Linked DNA regions of Macaca mulatta: region 2 is linked to region 1. A link is a contact called in public Hi-C data. All regions are on one chromosome and are shown on one strand. The core of a region is the stretch at or near the end of the contact, and the rest is flanking DNA. Distances in the headings are between cores, read along the strand shown. Region 1 holds the start of DRG1 (developmentally regulated GTP binding protein 1). Region 2 holds the start of PATZ1 (POZ/BTB and AT hook containing zinc finger 1).

Region 1 (7,155 bases), core at 1,805-4,304:
GATGAAGATTTTCTGTCAATCTTTGTTTTATTTATTTATTTATTTATTTATTTTAGAGGCAGTTTCTCACTCTATCACTCAGGCTGGAGTGCAGTGGTGGGATCATAGCTCACTGTAATGTCAAAGTCCTGGGCTCCAGTGAACCTCCTGCCTGAGCCTTCCCAGTAGCTAGGACTACAGGTGCGGGCCACCAAGCCTGAATAATTTTTTTTTTTTTTTTTGAGACAGGGTCTTGCTGTTATCCAAACTGGAGTGCAGTGATCTGATCATGGCTTACTGTGGCCTTGAGCTCCTGGGTTCAAGTGATCCTCCTGTCTCAGCTCACGCATAGCTGGGACTACAGGTATGCGCTACCACGCCTGGCTAAATTTTAAACTTTTTGTAGACTGGCTAATGTAATTTTTTTTTTTTTTTTTTTAATAGAGATGGGGGTCTCCCTATGTTGCCCAGGCTGGTCTTGAACTCCTGGCTTCAGTGCCCAGGCTGGTCTTGAACTCCTGGCCTCAGGTGATCCTCCCACCTCAACCTCTGAAAGCATTGGGATTAAACTGTGAGCCACTGTCCCCGGCCTATTTATTTTTTACACATTTAGTACCAAGGTACTGGTGGTTTACTGGTATGACCAAATGGGCCCTCCCTGCTGCAGTTGGTACTTAACAGACATGGGGTAGCTATGGCTCTTAGGAGCTGAACCTAAGGTCCTGGCCTTGGCCTCCCAGCCTGGATACTTCTTTTTTTTCCCTTGAGATGGAATCTTGCTCTTGTCGTCCTGGCTCAGCCTGTAGTGCAATGACATGATCTCGGCTCACTACAACCTCTGCCTCCCGGGTTCAAGCGATTCTCCTGTCTCAGCCTCCTGAGTAGCTGGGATTACAGGAACCTGCCACCATGCCCGGGTAATTTTTGTATATATTTTTTTTTTTAGACAGAGTCTTGATTTGTTGCCAGTCTGGAGTGCAGTGGCGCCATCCCCGCTCACTACAACCTCCGTCTCCTGGGTTCGAGCAATCCTCGTGCCTCAGCCTCCAGAGTAGCTGGGATAATAGGTGCACGCCACTACCATCCGGCTAATTTTTGTATTTTTTGTAGAGACGGGGTTTCACCATGTTGACCAGGCTGATCTCGAACTCCTGATGTCTGGTAATCCACCCACCTCGGCCTCCCAAAGTGCTGGGATTACAGGCGTGAGCCACCTCGCCCGGCCTGGATACTTCTTATGTGCAGGAGCATATCTGATTCACTCTCTGCTCTGTCCCCAGTGTTGTCACAGTGCCAGGCAGCAGTTGGAGCACCGTAGATAATCATTGCATGAATAGGATGGCCACCCAGGACTCTGGGGAAAATGAGTATTACTCTTTGGTGCCTATTGACAGTTCAGGGCCCCAAGGTGGGTCCTAGGGTGTCTTTGAGCAGTAAGTGCTTATCTGTAGGCCTCATATAACAGATTTACTAAGGGGCACCTACTCACAGAGCAGTGATGCCCTTGATATTGTCAGCCAATTAATTCCTTAAGTACTTCAAGGTAGGATAGGCCTGCTGATTTGATTTTATCTGTCTTTTAAGATTGATCTTTGATTATGTCCCATTCCAGCTGGACCTCCTCCTCTTCCCTCCTCCATTGCTAATGGTGTGGGATCTAATTACCTCATCATCCCTTAATTTATTTATGAAAAAGGCTGAGGTTAAAGAAAAGAAAGAAGAAACTCTCTTCGGCCCTTTGGGGACCTTCTGTAAAAGCTTTCCTTTCTGTTTCTCCCCCTTTATGCACCAAAAAAACCTCCCTTTTTTGTCTCTGGGAGGTTAGAATAGTTCTTGTTTACAAATTTAACTAAATTCAACTTCCCTCCCCGTGCTGGGTGGAGGCCAGCCCTGTGGGTTAAGCCTGGCCTGTCGACTCCCACTGGAATAATCAATCTATCAAAACAACCCATTGATCCTGAGGCAAACCGCTTTCAAAACCACCACACAGTTCCTGGATGTCCTGGCTTCCTCCTCATAAGACACGGGGAAGAGGAGTCTTTTGAAATGGTAATACATGGATACATTCATCTTGTAAAAATTTAACTTCAAAATTCCGTGGAATAAAATGTGAAAGGCACTTTCCTCGCATCCCATCCCACTGTTAACAGCTTCTGATGTATTTTTCTGTTTAGGCCTTTAAACAATGCACATTCATACATGTACACCTACATAAATGTACACTTAATTTTTAAAATAACATAAATGGTATCACTACATAGGTGCCGTTCTGCTAGTTGTTTTCCCGTTTAACATGTTCTGGATATCCAGTCAGACCACAGATCTACGTTTTAACGGCTGTAATCGTATTTCGAAAACCGGATGGAGGCATTATTCATTTGTCCATTTTCCTACTGATGGGTGTTAATATAGATTTCAATTTTTTGGTATTACAAGCTATGTTGCAAGCAGCAGTTCTCTGGGAATTATCCATTCAAGAATGCACTTATTGTGGGCTCCCCATGTGCTCTACTCGGGGTTCGGAGTAAACAAAACTAACCTAAAAATAATTTTGAATGATAGAAAGGGGGCATTTTCTTTTTCAAAGGGGGTGAGACAGGCTGCAGATGGGTCTCTACGCTCTTGCAAGACCATGGAGGCAGTCGAGGTGTCACCCCAGCTGTGAAAATGGGGACCCAGGACCCGCAGATACTGGCGAGGAACAGGGGTGCGGAGCATGAGTCGGCTTTGCACCACGCCCTGGGGTCTCCAGCACTGAAGCCTTCAGCACCATGCAGTGCGGCGGGCAGCGGGTCCTGCTGGGCGGGGCCGAGCTGCGCGCGACCCTCGGCGCGCTCGGGGAGGCCCAGACCGGGGTGGCCTCTCTGGCCCCCGCTCCCGCGGGCTCTATGACACCGCACTGGCTCGCGGGACGGGGCGGGGTTGGCTGATGGGGAGGAGACAACTTCGCGCTACACGACTCGCGGTGACCCTTACGCGGAAATCTCTCGCGAGAATTCGAAAGTACCGCGCCTGCGTACTGCAGTAGCGCCGGGTGGCGGTGGCAGTTTGGCTGCGGGTGTGTGAAGGGAGTCAGTGTGGAGGCCACAGGGTACTCGCCACGATGAGCAGCACCTTAGCTAAAATCGCGGAGATAGAAGCCGAGGTAATGGACGCAGCTGGCGCTTCACTCTTACTCTGAGCATCCCTTCTTCGGTGGCGTCGCTCCTTCCTGTTCTTCCTTGAGCCGCGTCAGGACCGGGCCTAGATTCCGCGACTTCTCTCAGCGAGGCCCGTGTTGCGACTGCCCTCCGCCACAACTTGGAGTCCCCAACTCTCCTCAGTCAGGGCCCGCTTTCCCCTCGTCCCGCGCCCACGCTCCCGGACTCCCCTTTGTCCGGGCCCGCGTTCCCCACCCCTGCACCTTAGGCCCTTGGTGTGTACCCCCTCCCAGTATTTGGCCCCTGTTCTGTTGTTTCTTTCCGTTTTTTTTCTTTGAGCAGCACTGAATCCTGTCCCTTATTCCATCTCTGACTTGGTCAGATGCTTCAGAATCTTTCGTTAGCATCCTTCGCTGCATCCCCTTATTCCCCCTTTTCCCCAGTCTCTACCCTAATGACCCCCTGATTGAGAGTATTTGCTCCCGGTAATCTGATCTGGAAGTAAAATGACATCTGTGTGGGAACAGTTTATTTCACCTGGATAATGTGTGATTCCATTGCCTGCGGCCTTCAGAGCGCTTTACAGTTAGGAAAGTGGTGTCCCAGTGTCACATGGGTCCTAACAGCTACAAACAGTAGAAAAGGAACCCGCAGATGGGTTTTAGTTTAGTCTGGGGGCACTAATTGGAATGACCTTAATCGTCTCTTCTCTTTGGGCCTTACTTTGCTTTGTAGTGAGGGAAATAAGCTGAATGGGGGAGAGAATGGATTTTTTACTCTTTTAAAGCCTGTAAAATGGGTATGCTAACATTAGTAGTACTTCGGGAAAAAAATTATTCTCTCAAAGCTGGGGGAAGCGTTCACTGCTTCTAATTTATGGCTGTGATTCCTCCCTTTTAGATGGCTCGGACTCAAAAGAACAAGGCCACAGCACACCACCTGGGGCTGCTTAAGGCTCGTCTTGCTAAGCTTCGTCGAGAACTCATTACTCCAAAGGGTGGTGGTGGTGGGGGTCCAGGAGAAGGTTTGTGCTTTTCTTCAATATATATACTTTTAGGTATAATTCTTGTCAAAATAGTACATACATGTGGTTTAAAAATAACTGAAGATGGCCCAGTGCAATCCTAGCACACTGGGAGGCTGAGATAGGAGGATTGCTTGAGACCAGGAGTTCAAGACCAGCCTGATCAACATAGACACCCCATCTCAAAAAACAAACAAACAAACAAAAAAAAAACAGAAACTTTTTTTTTTTTTTTGAGACGGAGTTTCGCTCTTACTGCCCAGGCTGGAGTACAATGGCGAGATCTCAGCTCACCCCAACCTCTGCCTCCTGGTTTCAAGTGATTCTCCTGCCTCAGCCTCCCGAGTAGCTGGGATTACGGGCATGCGCTACCATACCCAGCTAATTTTTGTATTTTTAGTGGAGACGGGGTTTCTTCATGTTGGTCAGGTTGGTCTCGAACTCCTGACCTCAGGTGATCCACCCACCTCGGCCTCCCAAAGTGCTGGGATTACAGGCGTGAGCCACTGTGCCCAGCCAAAAAAAAAAGTTTTTTAAAAAGAGAAAAACAAGATGTTCTACTAAAGTAGATTTATATTTTCTAAGTATGAATTCTTGAACCGTGTTTATTTTTATTCTGCTGGTTTCAGAGGCAAATGGATATTGTCTAATTGTACTGTAGTTTTATTTATATCCTGCCCTGATACAAAATGATTTACATGTGCTGGGTGCAGTGGCTCACCCTTGTAATCCCAGCACTTTGGGAGGCTGAGGCAGGAGGATTGCGTGAGGCCAGGAGTTCGGAACCAGCAAAGCCCTGTCTCTACGGGCTTACAAATGAGGCATAGATATGAAAGAAGATGTACAAAATATAAAAAATTATCCTAGCATAGTGGTGCATGTCTGTGGTCTCAGCTACTTGGGAGGCTGAGTTGGGAGGACTGCTTGAACCCAGGAGGTTGAGGCTGCAGTGAGTTGTGATGGCGCCACTGTACTCCATCCTGGGTGATAGAGTGAGATCTCATGTTAAGAAAACCAAAGTAGGGCCGGGTGTGGTGGCTCACTCCTGTAATCCCAGTGCTTCGGGAGGCCGAGGTGGGTGTATTACAGGTCAGGAGTTTGAGACCAGCCTGACCAACATGGTGAAACCCCATTTCTGCTAAAAATACAAAAATTAGCTGGGTGTGGTAGCATGCACATGTAATCCCAGCTACTCAGGAGGCTGAGGCAGGAGAATGACTTGAACCTGGGAGGTGGAGGTTGCTGTGAGCCGAGATCATGTACTCCAGCCTGGGTGACAGAGCGAGACTCTGTCTCAAAAAAAAAAAGAAAACCAAAGTAGATTTACACTGGCTTACAGAAATATGTAAATCAGTATCATCAACAGGATTAAAAATAAGTAAGGAAATTGATGCAAAGGGAAAATGTACGAAAAATAAGTTGAAGCCAAGAGAGATAAGATAGATTTAGGACTAAAAGGAATGGTGTAAGATCTGTGCACCTGGTAGAGAAGGGTCACAAATTTGATTCTAAACTTGTTTGCAGCCATTGTAAAAAAAAAAAAAAAAAAAAAAAAAAAAAAGGGCCGGGCGCGGTGGCTCAAGCCTGTAATCCCAGCACTTTGGGAGGCCGAGACGGGCGGATCACGAGGTCAGGAGATCGAGACCATCCTGGCGAACACCGTGAAACCCCGTCTCTACTAAAAAATAGAAAAAACTAGCCGGGCGAGGTGGCGGGTGCCTGTAGTCCCAGCTACTCGGGAGGCTGAGGCAGGAGAATGGCGTAAACCCGGGAGGCGGAGCTTGCAGTGAGCTGAGATCCGGCCACTGCACTCCAGCCCGGGCTACAGAGCGAGACTCCGTCTCAAAAAAAAAAAAAAAAAAGAAAAAGGAAAACCCAGTCAGTCATGCAATTTACAGAATTTGTAAGACAAAAAACAAAAACAAAACTCTTCTTAATTAATTAATTTGTTTATTTTAGTTATAAAACGGTGGCTGCTCCATAGGCAGAGCGGGGCTACACCATAGGTAGAGTAGCTAACAACCTTATTTTTGGATCATGTTTCATACATACGTTTGAACTGTACCTTTTTTTTTTTTTTTTTTTTTTTTTTCCCAGAGACAGGGTATTGCTCTGTTGCCCAGGCTGGAGTACAGTGATATGATCACAGCTCACTGCAGCCTCAACTTCCTGGGCTCAAGTGATCCTCCCACCTCAGCCTCTCAAGTAGCTGAGACCTACAGGCGTACACCACTATGCCTGGCTAATTTTTGTATTTTTTGTAGAGACAAGGTTTTGCCATGTTGCTCAGGCTTGACCTGAATTCCTGGGCTCAAGAGATCCTCCTGCCTCAGCCTCTGGAATAGCAAGGACTATAGATGTGTGCCACTGTGCCTGACTTTTTTGAATATAGTTTTTTTTTTTTTTTTGAGGTGGAGTCTTGCTCTGTCACCCAGGCTGGAGTGTAGTGGCGTGATCTCCGCTTACTGCAAGCTCCGCCTCCCGGGTTCACGCCATTCTCCTGCCTCAGCCTCCCGAGTAGCTAGGACTATAGGCGCCCGCCACCACGCCCGGCTACTTTTTTGTATTTTTTAGTAGAGATGGGGTTTCACCGTGTTAGCCAGGATGGTCTCGATCTCCTGACCTTGTGATCCGCCCACCTTGGCCTCCCAAAGTGCTGGGATTACAAGCGTGAGCCACCACGCCCGGCCTGGATACAGTTTTTTTTAATATCAAACACTGCATTGAATTTTGTGAATTGCTGTGCCCTTAAGTTTTGTCTGCTTGAGTTCTCCTTTAAAAGTAAACCATAAAAAGTTTGAGAAATAGTGCCTAGAGGGATAGGCAGTAAAAATATGAAAGAAATTACATGAATCGTAACACTCCTGGGGATAACTCTTCTCTTTTTGGTATTCATTGATGTTTTAGGTTTTGATGTGGCCAAGACAGGTGATGCTCGAATTGGATTTGTTGGTTTTCCATCTGTGGGGAAGTCGACACTGCTTAGTAACCTGGCAGGGGTATATTCTGAGG
Region 2 (7,155 bases), core at 2,502-5,001, 54 kb before region 1:
GCAAACACCAGGAGAGGAAAGCCAAGCAACAGAGTGAAGGCAAAGATGGGGTGGGAACCAGGACCAAGCAACCAGGAAGGAGGAACATCAGCTGTGGGGGAAGGGGGCCTGGGGGAAGAACAAAGGAGGAGAGCAGAGGGAGGGTGGAGGAACAGAGGGGAGGTGTGCAAAGCGGTGGGCAGTCAGCCGGGCCCCCGGCACACGCAGCAGCTGGTTCATGGCTGCGACCGTGAGAACAGCAACATCTCCTTCAGCCCATCTCTGCCCTGGCCCAGCCCCTACCTGACACTTGTGAGGCCGTTCAGAAGTGTGCACCTGCTTGATATGTCCATTCAAGTGATCAGGCCTGGAAAAGAGAGAACCAAGAGGGACTTTAGAAACTTGGCCAAACCCCACCACACAGGCACACATACATACGTGTGTACACACACACACACACACACACACACACACACACACACACTGCTGGAGAGGACTCCCTCTCCTCCACCCCAGCATGACAAAGACAAAGTCACCACCCAGCTCTGGCTCCACAGGCCCAGGCCTCTCTGCCCTGGTTTTCTCTGGAGGGGGAAGGGAAGTGGGCATTTGTCTCTGATCTTCCCTCCCCACCCCCTCAATTCCCCCCCACCAGAAACTCAATGTTTTCTAGGACCAGAGGCGGTGGCAGTAGAATGAAACAGAGCTGCCTCACTGCCCAGAGGAGGGGGTATGTGTGATTCATTGTCCAGACTAAAGCCCCTTAGAAACTCAGCAATCCCCCCTCCCCCAGCCTCTCCCGCCACGGGCAGCCAATGAATGCCACCCGGATGGAATTCAGTCCCCAGAGGCCAACAGTGGAGCCTTAAGTCCCCAGCTGGGCTGGTAAGCCAGATGCCCGCCTGAGCAGGTGGGCAGGGGCTGCCTGACCGGTAAGACTGGTTCCCGGTTGGGGCCCTCTGAGGGAGTTCTCCATCCCTGTGTTCACACACACAAGGTCCTCCAATCCAGGTTAAAACCAGCCTTTTAGGAGAAAAACAAAACCACCCTCTGCTCCCAGACAAGTCCTCAGTTCCCCAACAGGCTAACTAGAAAGTAAACCTACATAAAGATCCTGCCCCATTCCTTTCTGTCCTGAGAACATAAAGGGGCTCTGTGGGTTAGGCTCTAGAGCTACCAAGTCAGAGCAGATCAAAGCTTTTGGTGTTAAGCAGCAGCTCTGGGTGCCCAGCTCTGTGTCCCATGATCCCAGGGTGGTCTGAGAGCATAGCTGGAGTCTACTGATCAGCAAGGCCAGTGTTCTGTGTTGGGGAATCTGGTGCCTCAGGAGTGTGGGGAGTCCCAGATGCACTTGTTCCAGTCCCTCCCTCGGCAGCCATTCAAGCGGGGAAGTCGCTGGAGGAGCCCAGTCTCCCGCCCCCAGAGGGGGCCCCACGCCTGGTGCCAGAAACACAAAGGGAGCCCAGGGAGAAGAATGGTGAGGTCCGGTGGCTCTGGCCTGAGGAATCCCGCCCCAGGAGGAGAGACAGTAGGGCACACTTAGCGTCAAAGAACTTCCCTGAGGGAACAGAAAGCAGGTCTCAGGCATACCATCTCAAAATAAGGGCCCTTAAAACACTCTCCCAAACCTGGCATGACTCTATAAGGTCAAGTGACCCCCACAAATGCCACCGCCCCGGATCTTGGCAGGGGCCTTTTCAGGACTAAGATACGTGTGGCAGCGGAGCAGGGGAGGAAGAGGGGGCCTTTCCTCACCTGGAGAAGCCTTTCCCACAGCTCTGGCAGATGTAAGGCTTGCCCACGGACCCATCATGGGACCGCACATGGTAGGACATGCGGTCTTTTCTCTTGAACCGCAGCCCACACACAGGGCAGGAATAGGGCTTCTCCCCAGAGTGGGACAGCTTGTGCCGGTTGAGATGATACACATCACGGAAGATCTTGCCGCAGATCTCACAAGCCACCTGCTTCCTGGTCCGGCTCCTCTTTCGGGGGCCGTCGGGGTCTTCAGAGATGGGTAGCCCATTCTCACCCAGCCTCGGAGGAGGAAGGTCGATGTAGCCCAGCTGGAGGCTGGTGACACCGTGCTGGGCCTCATGCTGCCGGAGCCGGTTGGCATCAGTGAACACCTTCCCACACAGACCGCATGGAAGGATGCCGGCCTCCCTCAGGCCCCCTGGGGACCCAAACATTGAGTCCAGCAGGTTGGCCTTCCTTGGGCGGCCCCGGCCTCGCTTGCCAGTCAGGGGAGGGGCACTGGATGCCACATTGGGGAATGGGGAAGTCAGCAGTTGTGGGGATAGGGGTCCAGCCACCATGGGCAAGCGGTCCACCCCAGGTAACACAGGCAAGGAGGCTTGGCCTGCAATGGCTGCACCAGCCGCCCGAGCTGCCTCCTCCTCTGGCTGCATGCTGCCCGCGATGCCATTGCTGTTGGCTGCCAAGGCTGCCCCGTTGGTCATGTCCAAAGGGAAGCCCAAGTCCGAGGTCCCAGGGGGGCGAAAGAGCATTATATCGGCGCGGGCAGGGGGTACCAGGATCTGTACGTTGGACTGTTTGATGACTTCCTGGCAGATCTCGATAACCGACCTCATCAGCAGGAACTTGGCGGCCGTCATGAGTTCGGGAAAGCTCTCCAGTCGCACCACGATGCGGGAAGTGTAGGCGAAGTCCAGAATGTCCCCAAATACCTTGGAGCTGATAGTGTGCATCTCCAGCTCCCGGCTGCCCCCGGCCCCGCCGCCTGGGGCTGCCGTCGCGCCCCCTACATCAGCCGGATCCCCGTCCGCAGCTCCGCTGTCGCCCAACTGGGCGCTGAACACCGATTCAAAGTACTCGCTGCAGGCGGCCAGCACGGCGCGGTGCGCTGGGAAGCTCTCGTCGCCTACCCGCAGCAGCACGTCGCAGAAGCGCCCGCCGTTCTTGCGCTGCTGGTTCAGGTTGTGCAGCATCTCCGTGCTGTGTCTGCTCACCTGGTACGTGTAGCAGCCAGACGGGCCGCAGGAAGCGTCGTTCACCCGCTCCATGGCCGCCGCCCCCTCCCACTAGCCCGGCCGCCGCACCTGCCCGCCCCCTCCCTTCCCCTAGGCAGCGAGAAGCGGGGCACAGCAGACGTGTCCACACTCCCCACACGTGCCGGCCCGGGGCTCTGTAGTCTCGCAGGTGCGCCAAGCGTACACGCCCCCAGCCCGGATCGGACTGTCTAGACTGCGGGGTGCACCACCATCCCCCACATAGCCAACCCCCGCCCTCGCTGGACTGCGCGCCGCTCTCTCCTCTCCGCCCGCCCGCCTCCCCTTCCCGGTCTACCTTCCGGGGGGGTGCGCGAGCGAAGAGGTGCGCCCCTCCTGCAAACGCGCCTGCCACCTCCCCTCCCGCCCGCCAGGCGGCGCCGGCGCGCAGCCAAGAGGGGCACGCGCACGCGGGGAGGAGAAGGAGGGGGTCCGCCGCGCAGGCGCGCGCGCGCGCCGCGGCTTTTCCCGGGCCCGCTGGGGGCGCGCGCTGCGTCCCCTGCAAAGCGCGAGCCGGGGCGGGGGCGCCGGAGCGGAGGAAACAAAAGGCGAAGGCGGCGGCGGGGCGCGCACGGGGGCGGTGGCGCGGGCCGGGTCCCGGAGCCTGGAGGGCGGTGGCGGCGGCGGCGGCTGGAGCGGGCGGGCGGCGGCGGCGGCGGCAGAGTAGGCCCTTCCCCGGGCCGGGAGAAGGCGGCGGCGGAGCGGCGGCGTTGCGGCCCCGGGCTCCGTGTGTTCGGAGCGGAGGAAAGATGGCAGCGGCTGCACTTCCTCTTGCACTTTCACCCCTGGGGGGAGGAGAAGGAGGGGGCGATACCAACAACACCCCCCCCTCGCTTGCAGAAAAAAAAACGGCGAGCTCAGAGTGGGGGGCCCCTGGCGCCCCCGGCCTTGCACGTGCGCGCCCGGATGTCTAGTCCGGGCCGCCTCGCGCTGCAAACTTTCCACTTTCTTTGTGCCGAGCGCCCCCCCCCCTCACCAAGCCGAGGATGCACATCCCCCCTTCCCTATTTATACACCCCCCCCGCAGCTCTGCTCCCCCCGCTTCCTGCCCCCCCTCCCCATTCCCCAGATCCGCCAATGCTAGAGCAGCCTGAGCCCCCGTCCGGCCCCCGCCTCCCCACCCCGCCCGCGGGGCCGGGGGCTGCAGTCTCAGCCCCCCCGGACCAATGCAAACGAAGCGCCGAGCCAGCAAACCAGCTCCCACTGCCCCTCCCCTGCCCGCTGAGAGTGGCGGCTAGCAGGGTTGGGGGGGCAGGAACTGAGGGGTGCGGATCCGGGCCCCCCAGCCTGCGATGCGCACTCGCAGGTCGAGCGGGCGTCGTCCACCCTTCGGAGCCCCGCTTTCATGCGCGAAATCCCCAGAAGTCGCCTGCGACCGCCTCCCTGCTTCAAACACCAGAGAGGGCCCGGGGTCCTGGCCGGAGACAGGCCGAACCTCCGGAGCTCCTTCTGCACCCGGTACATGGACCGAACTGATGGGCTACGCGCCCGGAAGAGCTGGGGAGATGAGGCCAGCGTCCAGCTTCTCCCCCAAACCCAGCACGCCGAGCTTTGTCCCCGGGGAGCGTGAAGTCACCAGCTCCGGGAGGCGACAATATGAGGGCGATGGACGGGGCAGGGACCCCCGGAAGCCCCAGCAGTTCTCGGGGAAGTGGGGGTGCCGGAGGAGTCGGGGACACTCTCGGGCCTCTCCAAGCCGGGAGCATCCCCAGCGCCCGCAGCCCTGTGAGACGCCGGGTGTTCTGGTTATGGGCCCTGCCGCCAGGCCTCGGCGCTTTGTCCCCGGCCCGCCCGGGGATGCTACCGCGCTAGAGTTGTACACCAAGGTTTGCCTTCCCAGGAAGCGCTGGCGGCCGCCTGGCGCAGAGCCCCAGGCAGCAGGCGCCGCGTGTGCGGGCGGGAAGTTCCCACAGTTGCAAAGAGGGAGCGAAGTATGTGTTCCAAACTTTCCACGGTTCCAAACTGAGCGCTTCCATTAAGAGAAGCGGTGTGCGGGGGAAAAGCATTCTGGGTATTAGCATGCAAATGAACGGGCCCGGCTTCCAACTCCGCTCGGGATTCCCACCGATACGCGCCGAGCTCGCGCCCAGCCACGCGCGCCCTGAGGCTTCCGGGCGTTGCCCTGGCGTTTGATCCGAGTTCAAAATCGAGACATCTACCTTCTGGTTTTGTGTCCCAGTGCTTAGTCACTTGGCCTCCCTGAGATTCAGTTAAACTGACTGTTACTTAACCTGTACACGGGGACAGCAGCACCTGTCTTGCACACCTCCGCTCTAGGGCATAGTATATGCCAAACTCTGTTGGAGAGAATGAATGAGCCTTAGAGGCTTGAAGAAAGTTCCCTGGACATGAAGCCAGGAGTTCTGTGTCCTAAGCCCAGACTCACTGTCACCTTGGGCTAGTGACTCCTGCTCTGAGCCACAGCTTTCTTGGGCGGATTTTGGGAACTGGCACGTTTTATTTTTGAGAGAGCTGCTGGGAAAGGGTCCGGGCGCGGCGGCTCACGCCTGTAATCCCAGCACTTTGGGAGGCTGAGGTGGGCGGAGCACCTGAGGTCGGGAGTTCGAGACCAGTCTGACCAAGATGGAGAAACCCCGTCTCTACTAAAAACAAAAAATCAGCCGGGCGTGGTGGCACATGCCTATAATCCTAGTTACTCGGAAGGTTGAGTCAGGAGAATCACTTGAACCCGGGAGACGGAGGTTGCGGCGAGCCGAGATCGCGCCATTGCACTCCAGCCTGGGCAACAAGAGTGAAACTGTCTTAAAAAAAAAAAAAAAAAAGAGATAAAGAAGGATTTGCTCTGAGTGTCCAGTGTATACACACATCGTCTCTCCATAGTAGGTGTAGATATTCCCATTCTACCATTGGAACTGGGTAAGGAGTAACCTGCCCAAGGCCACACAGATAGTGATGGAGCCAGGATTCAAACTGCTAAAACTACCCCTTTCTCACCAGTGGCTTCTGAAACCTGTCACCCTTCCATGGCTCCACTTGAACCAGGAACTGACTCTCTGCCTGCTATACTTAGAAAACAGGGTGCCATGACTGGCCCCATCCAACGGGTTCACCCTGTGAAGGTGGGTTCATAGGGTGCTCTCAGGACCCTCATCCATGGTCCTCTAAGGAAAACAGGGAACATGCATCAGCCCTGTTTTGCAGATAGGCAGCTTGAGGGTCAAGGAGCCAGGGTGGCCCGGGATCCTACCTTGGGGAAGTGGCCAGAGACAGTCCAGATGCCGTTCTGATCCCACCTGGGAGCTTTTATCCAAATGTCACCTTGGCAGTGTGATTGTGGGGGTGGGAGTAACCTCTCCACTTCATCCATTACTCTCAGTCTTGCCCATCTCTCAGGCTCCCAGGAATCCATTATGTAACTTCAGGCGAAAAGGCATGCTTGCAGAACATGTCTTTTTTTTTTTATGTAACATTTACATGACATAAAATTAACAATTTTAAAGTGTATAATTGACTAGCACCTAGTAGATTTACAATGTTGTGCAACCAGCACCTGTGTCGAGTTGCAAAACATTTTTATCATCCCAAAAGAAAACTCCATACACATTAATAAGTCACTTTCCATTCCCTTCTCCCTCCATCCCCTGGCAACCACCAATCTGCATTCTGTCTCTATGGATTTACCTATTCTGGATATTTTATTTATTTATTTTTTATCTTTTTGAGACAAAGTCTCACTCGGTCACCCAGGCTGGAGTGCAGTGGTGCAATCTCGGCTCGCTACAACCTCTGCCTCCTGGGTTCCAGCGATTCTCCTGCCTCAGTCTCCCAGGTAGCTGGGATTACAGACTCACGCCACCATGCCCAGCTAATTTTTGTATTTTCAGTAGCGATGGGGTTTTGCCATGTTGGCCAGACTAGTCTTGAACTCCTGACCTCAGGTGATTTGCCCACCTCAGCCTCCCAAAGTGCTGGGATTATACACATAAGCCACCATGCCCCGCCTGGATATTTTATTTAGATGGAATTATACAATACTGTATGTGACCTTTTGGGTCTGGCTTCTTTCAGTTAACGTAATGTTTTCAAGGTTCATTCATGTTGTATTATGTATAAATACTTCATTCCTTTTTATGACTGGCTGAATGATACGCCATTGTATGGATAAACTGCCTTTATCCATTCATCCATTGATGCCTTTTAGTTA

What was found. A called contact is a pair of places that touch in the nucleus more often than the background predicts.
Region 2: a Hi-C map of cortical neurons shows a contact between it and region 1, with 2.9 times the contacts expected there. The contact joins the promoter of PATZ1 here to the promoter of DRG1 in region 1. A contact is called at or near these places in 3 of 14 Hi-C or Micro-C datasets (cortical neurons, fetal cortex germinal zone and liver).

The regions. Positions count from the first base shown.
Region 1 is chr10:20,110,555-20,117,709 of T2T-MMU8v2.0, reverse strand. It overlaps DRG1 (developmentally regulated GTP binding protein 1), which reads left to right and starts at 3,054. Exons shown (of 9, transcript NM_001266937.1): 1 at 3,054-3,124; 2 at 4,020-4,143; 3 at 7,051-7,155. The coding sequence starts at 3,083. It overlaps LOC144331800 (a long non-coding RNA gene), which reads right to left and starts at 5,705. Exons shown (of 2, transcript XR_013399300.1): 1 at 5,457-5,705; 2 at 3,001-4,362.
Region 2 is chr10:20,164,883-20,172,037 of T2T-MMU8v2.0, reverse strand. It overlaps PATZ1 (POZ/BTB and AT hook containing zinc finger 1), which reads right to left and starts at 3,751. Exons shown (of 5, transcript XM_077949972.1): 1 at 3,698-3,751; 2 at 1,735-3,013; 3 at 283-346. The coding sequence starts at 3,005. It also overlaps the pseudogene LOC718409.